Linked DNA regions of Sus scrofa: region 1 is linked to region 2. Evidence: chromatin contacts called from public Hi-C data. All regions are on one chromosome and are shown on one strand. Each heading gives the region's core, a stretch centred on a gene start, on an enhancer-like site or on the middle of the called end of the contact. The rest is flanking DNA. Distances are from core to core; before and after follow the strand shown. Region 1 overlaps LOC100513542 (serine/threonine-protein phosphatase 5). Region 2 holds the start of PGLYRP1 (peptidoglycan recognition protein 1).

Evidence for each region. Hi-C and Micro-C count contacts between places; a contact is called where the count stands out from the background.
Region 1: a contact with region 2 is called in a Hi-C map of liver, with 2.9 times the contacts expected there. The contact joins the enhancer-like site here to the promoter of PGLYRP1 in region 2. A contact is called at or near these places in 1 of 5 promoter capture datasets (fetal liver) and 13 of 47 Hi-C or Micro-C datasets (alveolar macrophages, blood, brain and 9 more).

Annotation. Positions count from the first base shown.
Region 1 is chr6:52,389,284-52,395,524 of Sscrofa11.1, forward strand. LOC100513542 (serine/threonine-protein phosphatase 5) reads left to right here. Exons shown (of 13, transcript XM_003127234.6): 3 at 3,440-3,587; 4 at 4,280-4,401. Among named protein-coding and RNA genes, the nearest start is that of PNMA8A, 37 kb to the right of the region's middle. Within about 2 kb of position 2,293, at least 17 of the 83 cell types and tissues checked have an H3K27ac peak or open chromatin away from gene starts, as enhancers often do. A contact at or near this core is called in fetal liver, liver and omental adipose tissue, where this site is marked.
Region 2 is chr6:52,319,764-52,325,815 of Sscrofa11.1, forward strand. PGLYRP1 (peptidoglycan recognition protein 1) reads right to left here and starts at 2,741. Exons shown (of 3, transcript NM_001001260.1): 1 at 2,446-2,741. The coding sequence starts at 2,729.

The DNA of each region.
Region 1 (6,241 bases), core at 1,043-3,542, 69 kb after region 2:
CCGCCTGGTGTCTGTGAGGGTGCGAGTTTGATCCGGTGGTGCTGTGGCTGTGGTGTAGGCCGGCAGCTGCAGCTCCGATTCGACCCCTAGCCTGGGAACCTTCATGTGCTGGCGGGTGTGCCCTGCCCCCCGAAAGAAAATAATCATAATGGCCCGCCACATGTTGTCATGTCACCCAGAGGTCAGGAGCACTTGGTGAGGGACCTGGTTTTTGCTGCTGGTCTCTAGTCCCTCACCTCAGTTCTAAACCCAACTGTTTGAAAAAACAGTCTGGTAAGTTCAGTCAACTCGTTTGGTGATGAAAGCTGACCTGGACTTAAAATAGGAGGCTGTCAATGGTCTTGAATGCTCCCAGGTGGTGCAATTGGAGGTTTTGCTGCAGAAACAGAAGGGTGTGTAGTCTCCAGGTGCCACCTGGTCCACTGGGGGCGTCACATAACATACAGCCCTGGCACCGTGTCACCTTTCTGAAATCCGGGCAGTTCCCAGTTCCCCAGTACACGCAGCCCCCATGGCTTCACATGGGGATGTTGAGCCTGTGTTAGCGTTTTGTCGGTTGGAGCACTGTAGTTACTGCCCATTAGTACTCCCAGCTGAAAAGGCTCCTTTTTGAAAACAGCTTTTAATTTTGAGAGTGCCATAGCTTCACTCGGAGTTATAAGAAGTAATATAGAGGTCCCATTCTCCCAGTTTCCCCACTGACATAACTGGCATCATTACGAAAATACCATAGTCAGATACTGACACGGACATGGCCTAGATCCCACTTTGTTGGGTTTTTTGTTTTTTGTTTTTTTTTTTGGTTTTTTTGTCTTTTCTAGGGCCGCTCCTGCAGCATATGGAGGTTCCCAGGCTAGGGGTCTAATCAGAGCTATAGCCGCCGGCCTACGCCACAGCCATAGCAACGTCAGATCCGAGCCACATCTGCGACCTACACCACAGCTCACGGCAATGCCGGATCCTTCACCCACTGAGCAAGGCCAGGGATCGAACCTGCAACCTCATGGTTTCTAGTTGGATTCATCTCTGCTACGCCACGACAGGAACTCCGGGGCCCGATGTTAAGTTGTCACATTACCCCCCCCACCCCAGGATTGCTGGCACCCTCCTTGCTTTCTAGATGCTGAGGGAGGCCAGAGAGGTGGGGCTGCCTGCACTCTGACCATGACCAGCGTCTCCCTGAAGGGGTGCAGGGCGCTGTGGGGACGATGGCCGAGAGTAGGGAGGTGAGCACGTCCCAGCGTGCATGGCGGGAGTCACAATCTTATGCAGGGAGAGAACCAAACGCTGGCTTCTTAGATCAGTGTCTTTGCCTCTCTGGGCCTCAGTTTCCTTATCTGTCCAGTGGAGATTGTGATCACACCACGTAGCGCTGCTCTGACGATCAAGTGAGCAGGGCAGTTGCTTACACCCTCAGACGCATAGTAAGCACTGCACTGGGTACGCTTGCCGCTGCTGTTACTGCCCCAGCTCCTTTAGTCCCGGCAGCGTAGTGTTGTCTGAGAACCCGGCAGGGGCTCAGAGGAGATGCTTGGGGTGGCGGGGTCGTCCTTGTCCAGTCAGGACGTTTGTTGACATCTGGGACTCAGCCTCAGCTCCCGCCTCCCAGCCACCTTCCAGTGGGGAGGCAGGTTCCTGCAGTACTCGGCCTGCTGGGGAGCCCCGAGGGGGTACCTGACGCAGCCTGGCGGATGGGGGCAGTGGTTGCACATGAGGGAGCTGAGAGCCGGAAGAGGAGCAGGAGCTAGAAAGGAGCTGGAGGTGGAAGTGTGCTCTGGGCCAAGCCTGTACGAGGCCTGGAGGTGAGCGGGAGCTGGCCCCTTTGGGGACTTGTGAGTTTGGTCTGGCTGGTAGTGCTGAGCAAACAGAGGGTGGCTTGGACTTTATCCTGGGGTGTGGACTATAACCTCTCCTCGTTGGGAAGGACTCCAGGGAATGCCTGGTGCTGCTTTTCTCCTAAGCCTGGCACGGTGCCCCCACCCCAGGTGGAGCTGCCTGGCAGGGTGCCCTAGCCTGAGCCTGCCCAGACCCAGCTCCCTGCCACCCCACCTGGCCTGCATACCCATTCTGGGGGGTGGGGGAGCCCCATTGACCCTCGGGGATCAGCAAGTGCCTTTGTCCGGGCTTCTGACCCTTTCTGGTGGTCTCTTTCCACCAGGGACATGGCAGCCCTGGCAGCCCTTCCTGCCCGCTGTGGGGAGCAGGAGCTGAGGGGGCCCACACCTAGGGAGGCCAGCAGGATGGGCAGGTCAGCCAGGGTCCACTCCTAATCGCACTGACAGTAGCTAAAGGGCGTCTCGGAGTGAACTCACTTGCCCAAGGTCACACAGCAAGTGAGGGGCAGAGCCGGGCTCTGCGTGCAGGCCTGCCTGCTTCTGAGCTTGGAGGAGTAGAGTTTGTAGGAAGCAACGTAGAAGGGAGGGACAGCGCCGGCTCCTTTTACTGAGAACTAAGCGTGTCCTGAGGTCTGGGGCTCAGTGCGTGTGATCTCATTTAATCCGCACAGCAGCCTATGAATGGCGGCCGAGGAGGGCAGCATGTGAGCATGTGGAGTTGACTCTTGCCCGGCCCCGCTGCGTGCACTCACTCAGTCCTCTCAGCTGCCCGCTGAGGGGGACGGGGTCGCAGGCAAACTCATTGCCCAGGTCACGCTCCTGATGATTGCAGAGCTGAGATTGGAACCCACGAGTCCTGGATCTGTGACCCAGTCTCTACCTTCCTTCAGAAGAGAAAACTCAGGGGCTCATTTGCCCTGGGTCCCTCCCCACCTCCCGCAAAGCCCAAAGTTGAATGAGGGCCTTGCCACCACTGGGTGCCGGCTGCTGCTCGCCCACCCAGGCTGCCCGCCAGGCCCTGTGTTCATTACTTAGCCTCCCAACAGCCCTGGCAGGTGGAGCCTGTCGTGTCTGCATTTTGTGGATGAGAAAACTGAGGATCATGGAGTCCAGGTTCCCCGGCAAGTCATTGCCTCTTCAGATGAGTCTGGGCTGTTAACAGAGACTTTGGATCAGCCCCTGCTTTCCTCTCAATCCCACCCACCTTGGAAATAACATCATGAACTGTGCCTCGGCCCACCCTGGTTCCAGCGAGGAAGCTGGAGCTGGACGCGTGCCTCCAGTGGCCAGTTGATGGTGGTCAGAGCTGAGATTTATTATGAGTGTCTGTGTGGGTTAACATGTTTACCTTCTCAGCAGCCCTGTGTTGGCAGCTCCGTCAGGCCCACTTTGGGGGTGCAGAAACCGAGGCCTAGAGGCTGAGCCCAAGCTTGTATCCCTGGTACCCGGTGGCCCAGCCACTCTGCTCCACGTTGGTGGAGCCTGGGGCCAGGCAGGCCAAAGATGGCCATGGCGTCTGTCTCCTTGAGGCTCCTTTGCCCGACCTCGGCCTGGGCGTTGATACCTGTTCCCTTCCTTCCCCTCTCACCCACCCACACACCCAGGTGGTGAAGGTGAAGCCCCACGACAAGGACGCCAAGATGAAGTACCAGGAATGCAACAAGATCGTGAAGCAGAAAGCCTTCGAGCGGGCCATTGCAGGTGATGAGCACAAGCGCTCCGTCGTGGACTCACTCGACATCGAGAGCATGAGTGAGTAGGGTCTGGGTGCGCTCTCCGTGCCCTACCCAGAACATTGCACATCCTGGCCTGGACCTTCCATTCCCCTGCATGCTGGGGCCTGGGGGCCGTGGGGCTCACGCACCGTCTGTTGCTCCTCTGCCTGCGCACCTGGGGACTCCACAGTCCAGAGCTGGGGCTGCAGGCCCCCAGGTCCAGCGAGCTTCCCTGCTGTACTGCCCACCCTGCCACCCACAGCTGCACCCACCTGTTGTGGACCTTCCATGTCTGATTTGTCCTTAGGTCCCCTAGGCACTCAGATGAGTCATTCATTCCGCAGATGACTGTTGGGCACCTCCTGGGTGCCAGACGCTGGTGTAGGCCCTGGGGATGCAGCTGTGGACAGACCTGTCCCTGCCCTCGAGGGGCTGGTGTCCCGGTGGGGAGAGGATGGACTCGTCAGCTCACAGTGCTGAGCGCGGTCACGTCCTGGCAGGGAGGGGCCGCGGTAGACGGGGAGGGCACCGAGAGGGCCTGGGAGCTGACCTGAGCGGAAGGAGCGGCCATGAGAGGCCCCGGCCAGGGGAGGACGCTTCTCTCACTCCGTCCCCCTCTCAACCTGTGTGTCCAGAGCCGTGTCTGCCCCGTGCCTGGGAGCCCGGCCCCACTTCCCACCCTCCCAGTGGCCGTGGCCACTGACTCTGGTCCCCCCATTCACACACCAGCCATCGAGGATGAGTACAGCGGGCCCAAGCTGGAGGACGGCCGAGTGACAGCCACCTTCATGAAGGAGCTCATGCAGTGGTACAAGGACCAGAAGAAACTGCACCGGAAGTGCGCCTACCAGGTAACGCCCCGGCGGGGGCTGCCCAGCTGTGCCTGAAGCCCACCGCAGAGGGCCACTCCAGGACGGGGGTCCCGGTGGCCCGCGCTTGCTGAGCCCGGGGCGCGCCAGGCGCCATGCAAAGGAATCCTTTACTTCTAGCGTTTCCACTGGCTTATTTTTGAAGACCGCTTTCATCTCTCTGCCACATATGCTCGTGCATGTCATTTGCCTTTCCTGCTAGAGCCTTTAACACATTTTTCATGGTTATTTTCAAGTCTCTGTCTGGATATTCCACCATCTGGGTCATCTCGCGGTCTGCTTCCATTGTCGGCTTTTTGTGTCTTTAAATTTTTTATTGTATGCCAGACATTTTGTGTAAAAGAACAGTAGTTCTCTTGTGGCAGTGGGTTAAGGATCCGGCATCATCACTGCAGTGGCTCAGGTCACTTCCATGTGCCGTGGCCACGACCAAAAAAAACAGTAGCGACCAAGGCAAATAACGTTTTTCTGCACATCATGGCAGGACCTGGTTCTGTCGGGCTGCTAGTGGCAGGGCTGTGTCCCTCTCGTCGGCAGTCGAGGGGCAGCTCTTCTTGGCCTTTGTTCACGGCTGGCTTCAGATTTTTTTCAGAGTGAATCAGGACGCTCCTGTCAGCAGGGCTTGGGATCTCAGCCCTGCCAAAATCCTGGGCATGTCTTTGCGCTGTCAAGTCTCCAGCTTTTGAAACTGTAGGAAAACGCTACATTTTTTTTTTTTTTCCCCCTCTACAGACCTGCTGCCAGATTTTGGGGTGGCTGGTGAGTTTTCCGCTCTCTAGTCTCGCCCCCACTTTTGTGCCTCAGAAGGCCTCTCTCCACCACGCCGCCTCGTGCCCGCGTGGCCGTGGAGAGAATCGGTGGGCGAGGGCACAGGCCTGCATCAGGGGCTGCTTGGGGCTTTGTCATGCCAGCTGCCCCGAGGGAGACAGTCACAGTCCCTTTTTCCTGGGAACCCTCACTGTCCCCATTCGAGTAATTCAGACCTCTTTGCATCCTTGACTCAGATGTGTTTCAGAGTGTTTGTTTGTTAATTTGTTTTTGGTGTTTGGGTTTGTTTGTGGTTTTTTGTCCCTTTGGCTCTTTCTCCTCATGGGCCAGAGGGACTATCTTCGATAACTTTCCGTGTTCTGACCAGCAGTGGCCATCTACTTGACTTTAACACTTTGTTGTCCTAACGTTTTATGTAGAAACGTGTCAAATCTACAGAAAAGTCAAAAGAACAGTTCTGTAAACATCTGTACCCTCTTCACCTAGATTCACTAACTGTTCACATTTTGACGCCTTCTGTGTATACATGTATATGCGTGTGTGTCACGCACACCCTTTTTACTTTCGCCCAACCACTCGAGAATAAGTTGCATCATAACCTGAATCCCCTAAAAACAGGACATTCTCTTGCTTGACTGTAACTTAGTCATCCCACCGCAGAACTTTAGCTTGGATACAGTAATACCAGCTAAGGCGGACAGCCCCAGGCCGACCATAAGACCCGCAGACACTGTCAGATGCACATGACATTGTCAAGGTCATCTTCAATCACTGAGAACGGGCACTATCTGTGTTGCCAGGCGAATATTTTAATTTCCCCCAGTTATTTTTCAAAACATCATTTTAGCTGTTTTTTTATTTTTATTTTTATTTATTTATTTATTTTTAATTTTATTTTCCCACTGTACAGCAAGGGGATTAAGCTATCCTTACATGTATACATTACAATTACATTTTTTCCCCCACCCTTTGTTCTGTTGCAACGTGAGTTTAGCTGTTTTTTTTAAAATGCAGAATCCAAGAATCAATTACTGCATAGGACCTGCATTTTTTA
Region 2 (6,052 bases), core at 1,491-3,990:
CCGCCCTAGAGCTCTCGATTTGCTGAATCCTGTGCAGTCCCCGAGACAGGCACTGTTGTCATCCCCACTTGAAGCTGAGGAAGCAGAGGCCTAGAGGTTATTTATCCAAGGTCATGTTCTGGAGGTTAATGTTTCCCAGAACTCTCCACTGAGAAGCTCTTCTGCCCTTTCCCCGGCCTGCTTCCTGCTTCTTCTTCCCTGCTGGGGTCCACTTGAGTGACAGGATCAAGGTTGGCACTGCAACCAGACTCAGACCATGGAGCCCCAGCATCTGCCTCTTGAGATTTCCAGTTCTGTCAGCAGATCCTTCAGACTCACTCATTCGACATGTCTTGATGGAGCGAGTTTGATTTCCAACATTGGAATTAACTAGATCGGCATTTTGGAGATGTGTCATTTGCCACCACAGACCCCTGGCTCACAGGGTCACCGATGATGCATAGAATGTGCTAACTTCTAATATTGGGTCCTGAATCAACCACTGGGAGGCAGATCCTGGACTAAAGAGACCAGAAATACCATAGTGATACTGGCCCCAGGTGGTAACGGCCCTGTCACAGCCGCAGCACCTGACACAAACAGTTGATACTCTCTATGTTTGCTCAATGGGAGTTCCTGTCGTGGCTGGGGGAAATGGATCTGACTAGTATCCATGAGGACACAAGTTCAGTTCCTGGCCTCAGTCAGTGGGTTAGGGATCCGGTGTTGGCATGAGCTGTGGTGTAGGTCACAGATGCTACTTGGATCTGGTGTTGTTGTGGCTGTGCTGTAGGCCAGCGGCTACAGCTTCGGTTTGACCCCTCACCTGGGAAACTCCATATGCTGCATGTGCAGCCCTAAAAAGGCAAAAAAAAAAATATATATATATATATATATTTGCTCAGTGGCTGCGTCTCAAGCCTCAAATCCCACCACCAGGTGGGTGTGGTCAGGAGCCCCATTTTACAGGGGAAAAAACTGAAGCTCTGAACAAGATGCAACATGGAAGGGCCATTCAAAACACTCGAATCCTAAAATCTAAGAAACAGACTCCAATCTGCTTTCCTAGAAAGTGATTTAGATCCAGAGGCTGCTTCATTCCTTCAGGGAAACACTTAGAATTGGAGCGCCTGACCTTAGAAACAAAACTTTGAAGTTGGAGCCTTTGAATTATAAAAATCTTGAGCCAGAAGAGCTAGGGATACCTTTGAAGGCTTCTAGAGTTCTCTGAGTGAGGTCCTCAGATTTCCCGGCCTCCCCCAGCCTTACTGAAGCAGTCTCGAAGGATGTGGCCTGGGAACATACATTTCCAGTGAGGTGATTCTGGTGCTTATCGGGGCCTGAGAACCCTAGAGTCCAAATCTCTTTCGCTGCAGAAACCCTTGTGCAGGACCCTAGCCTATTACCTTGGACGAGAGCTGGTGGGCGTGGCCCAGAAGCAGATCTAACCAATCGCCGCCCCTGTTTCTGCTCTCCGGTCCACCCCGCGCCGCCACCCGCTACAGTCTGTTCTCCACACGGCCGCCAGAGGGAGCTCCTCACCCAAGCAGGCTCACATCGTCCCATCGCTCCGGTGTTAGAATCGAAGTCCTCCCCCTGGGCCTCAAGCCCCTGTGCGATCTGGCCCCTGCCAACTCCTTCCTCCTCATTTCATGTCATTCTTCCCAGCTATCTCCAGCCCCGTGACCTCTGTCCCACAGGCAGGACCCACTCACTCAGCCTCCTAGCCTTTACCTATGCTTTACCACAGCTTACTACACTCCGTCTTCAGCTCCCATAGACCGGAGCCGTGTCCATCACCCTGTTCCTTTTCTCCATCGCTTCTATCACCATCGGAATGCATCTTGCTGACCTTGCTCCCTGCTGGTCTTTAACTCCCTTTGGGCTGGATTCGCCCTGTTCATGTGTCCACATCCAGCATCTGCGCCCAGCCTGGCATATAGTAGTAGGTGCCAGTAGTCCATAAGTTTGGGGACTCCCATTCCAAGCCAGGCGGTGTCCTGAGCGTTTTGCACGTTATCTGCTGGCTTAGTGATGGAGTAGGCCACGATCCCATTGACTTTTAGAGGAGGAAGATGAAACTGAAGCTGAGAGAGGGTGACCGCCTGCCCCAGCGCTCAGCCAGCAGCCAGAAGAGCTGGGACTGGAGCCCCGCCCCGTGCTTCACCAGGCCCTGGGACTCTAGTGCACAGGACACCTTCCTGGTGTTGGCAAAGTCTGACCCTACCTCCGGGGGGCAGAGCTCGGACTTCAGCACTTCCCCTCCTCCTAAGCATCTTCGCGCTGCCTGCACGCACCCAGCTCTAAGCCGCGACCCTGGGGGAAAACGAGGATGCTGCGCGTTGAGTAAGGCGCCAGGGGGTGTCGGCCTGGAGGTTCTAGAGCCCCATCACCCGGTCTCCCGGCCCCGCGCGCACCCGCCCCCCGCAGTCGTGGATCCAGCGTTTGCCCCAGCTCTGCACTCACTTGTAGCCCACGTCGCACCAGTGCAGCGTCCGCACGTGGTAGTGCTGCACGTTCTGGACCTGACGCCGGCATGAGGCCGGGTTATCGCAGGTGCTGCCCGCCGTGTGCGATACCACCACGTAGCGCACTGGCCGTCTCAGGTTCGCAGAGCACTCGGACGCCAGGGCCCCCCACTCTCTGCGGGACACAATGGGGATGCAGTTTGCCGGACCTCCCCCAGCAGCCCCGAGGAGGGCGAAGAGGGCGAGGAGGGCCCAGGAGAGCAGCGCGCAGCTGCGGGCCATGGCGGGCAGGGCGCACAGGCGCCTGGCAGCTCGAGGCTGGCCCTGTGCCTTTATCTGCGGGGTTGGTGGGGGAAGGGCTTGCATCACACCCCCAGGGACTTCCCGGTGGGACCCCAGATCGCTTCCTTTTCTGGTCCCGGCCGCAACAGAGTGAGGTGTGGTCAAGTCCGGGAGAGGAGAGGCGGGGTCCTGACCCCGCGGAGGTGGGGGTGGGCACTCTGCCCAGTGGTTTTTGGAAGAGCCAGGGTCTGGATCTCTGCCCTGCCCTCTCAGTGGAGCATTGGACGGCTCACCAGGAACTTAAAAAGGGAAGGAGAGGGGCCCCTGGCCTTCTCCCTTCTTCTTGCCAGGACTGAAGAAACAAAGGCTCCCATTTTAAAAAACACTTAGCCCAGGCCTAAGCCCAATGTTACTTAACCCTCACAACAAACTGAACTGAGTATTGGGAAGCCCATTTCACAGTTGAGTAAACTGAGGCGGGAAGAGGACTAGTCATGTTGCTGACCCGTGGGAGGTAGTGGAGCCTGATTCAGAGCCCAAATTCAGAGCCAGGTTGCCTGCATTTAAATTTTGGGGCGTTCCCGTCGTGGCGCAGTGGTTAACGAATCCGACTAGGAACCATGAGGTTGCGGGTTCGGTCCCTGCCCTTGCTCAGTGGGTTAACGATCCGGCGTTGCCGTGAGCTGTGGTGTAGGTTGCAGACGCGGTTCGGATCCCGCGTTGCTGTGGCTCTGGCGTAGGTCAGTGGCTACAGCTCCGATTCGACCCCTAGCCTGGGAACCTCCATATGCAGTGGGAGCGGCCCAAAGAAATAGCAAAAAAAAAAAGACAACAAAAAAAAAATTTTGGTGACGTTCCAGTGTGTGATCTTAGGCAATTGACTTAACCTTTCTGTGCCTCAGTTTTCCCCATATGCAAAGTGGGCTGATAATATAAAGCACCTAACTCATAAGTTGATTCCTTAGAAGATGTCTGATTCATTCATAGCTCCACATAAGCACCACTGGGACATATGGAAGTTCCTGGGGGCAGGGATTGAATCCAAACTAGCAGGGGCAATGCTGGATCCTTTAACCCATTGCACTACTAGCAGGGGCAATGCTGGATCCTTTAACCCATTGCACTGGCCAGGGATTGAACCCACATCTTCCCAGCAACCTGAGCCACTGCAGACAGTCGAGTTCTGAACCCACTGCACCACAACAGGAACTCCTGGGACTTTAATTGGCAATTTTATGACCACTCAGGAGATTGAGTATTTTTCTATTTGCTGCGCATTCGGATTTGCCTCTTGTCAATCGCGCATTAATCTCCATTGCCCACTAAAAAAGTGGGTTGTTTGCCTTTTTGTTATCAATTTGCAAAGGGAAGAAAATAATCCCATTCCTGGGATTGTTGAGTTGTTGGATATGCATTTTTTGTGTCTCAATTCATTTCAAAAGCATTAAAAAATAAGATACCTATAGAAAAGAAAACTTTCATAGTTAATACGGTTAATAGTATTTTAGAGTAATAGAAGTAATAGTGGAGATCTCTATTAATTTGCACACTATGAATACACAATGTAGCAAGCATGCAGGTGAGGTAAAAGCTACGTTTTAGATATTAATAGATATTGCCAAATACCATTCCAAGAAAGTTTTAGTATTTATTTTCCCCAGCCATGTGGTCAGTCCAAGGAGGTATCTTGTTTTATTTGCATTTCTTCAACGTCAGTGAGGTGATTACCTTTTTTATGTATTAATGGATGTTGTGTCCATCTTCTGGGAATTGCCTGGTTTTCTCTTTAATCATTTCCCTGTTGGGTTGTTTTATATGGGGAGATTAACCCTTTGTCAGACAAACGTGGGGCAAACCTTTTCCTCTAGCCTATTAAAACTATTTTTGGGGGGGGTCACACCTGCAGCAGTAGAAGTTCCCGGGCCAGGGATCAATCCCAAGCCACAGCAGTGACCTGTCACAGCAGTGACAACACTGGATCCTTAACCACTAGGCCACCAGGGAACTCTCTATGAAAACATTTTTAGGAGTTCCCGTCGTGGCGCAGTGGTTAACGAATCCGACTAGGAACCATGAGGTTGCGGGTTTGATCCCTGCCCTTGCTCAGTGGGTTAACGATCCGGCGTTGCTGTGAGCTGTGGTGTAGGTTGCAGACGCGGCTCGGATCCCGCGTTGCTGTGGCTCTGGCGTAGGCCGGTGGCTACAGCTCCGATTCAACCCCTGGCCTGGGAACCTCCATATGCCGCGGGATCGGCCCAAGAAATAGCAACAACAACAACAAAAGACAAAAAGACAAAAAAAAAAAAAAAAAAAAAAAAATTTTTAAAAAATAGTTTCTTTGGGAGTTACCATTGTGGTGCAGTGGAAACGAATCCAACTAGGAACCATGAGGTTGTGGGTTCAATCCCTGGCCTCACTCAGTGGCTTAAAGATTTGGCATTGCTGTGGCTGCGGTGTTGGCCAGCAGCTGTAGCTCCAATTCGACCCCTAGCCTGGGAATCTCCATATGCTGCAGGCATGGCCCTAAAAAGCAAAAAAAAAACCCAAAAAACCAAAGTTCCTTTGTTTTCTGTTTTGCCCTAAAAAGATCTTTTCACAACCAAGATTATAAAATTTTTTATATTAAAAAAATGTTATTATGTGTTTTACTTTTAGACCTGTACCCCTGCACCTCAGCTAGAATTTAGAATTTAGAATTGCATATGGTGTGAGGTAGGGGGTCTAGCTTTGTTTCCAAATGGTGAATCATTTGTCCCAACATCACTTATTAAATAGACATTTTACCTTTCAGTCCTACCCCATGTTAGCTGGATAATCTTGGGCAACTAGGCAGCATTTGACATAGCTGACCACTTCCTTCTCAAAATGCTCTCTTACCTAACTTTCATGTCGTAAGACTTTCTTGATTTTCCTTCTATTCCTCTGGCTGGTCTTTTGTTCTCCCTTTCAGACTCATTCTTCCCATCTTGACCATTATACTTTTTCTGCCAGGTGATCTTATCTAGTTCATGGCTTCAGCCACCACCAAAATGCAGATGACGTCCAGATTTTTATGTCTAGCCTGGAGCTCTCAGCTGAATTCAGTTTTTGTTTTTGCTTTTTGTCTTTCTAGGGCTGCACTGGCAGCATATGGAAGTTCCCAGGCTAGGGGTTGAATCAGAGCTGCAGCTGCTGGCCAGAGCAATGCTGGATCCTTAACCTGCTGATGGAGGCCAGGGATAGAATTGGCATCCTCATGGACACTTGTCATGTTCTTAACCCCCTGAGCCACGATGGCTGAATTCTGAATCTGTGTATCCACCTGCCTACTTGACATCTCCACT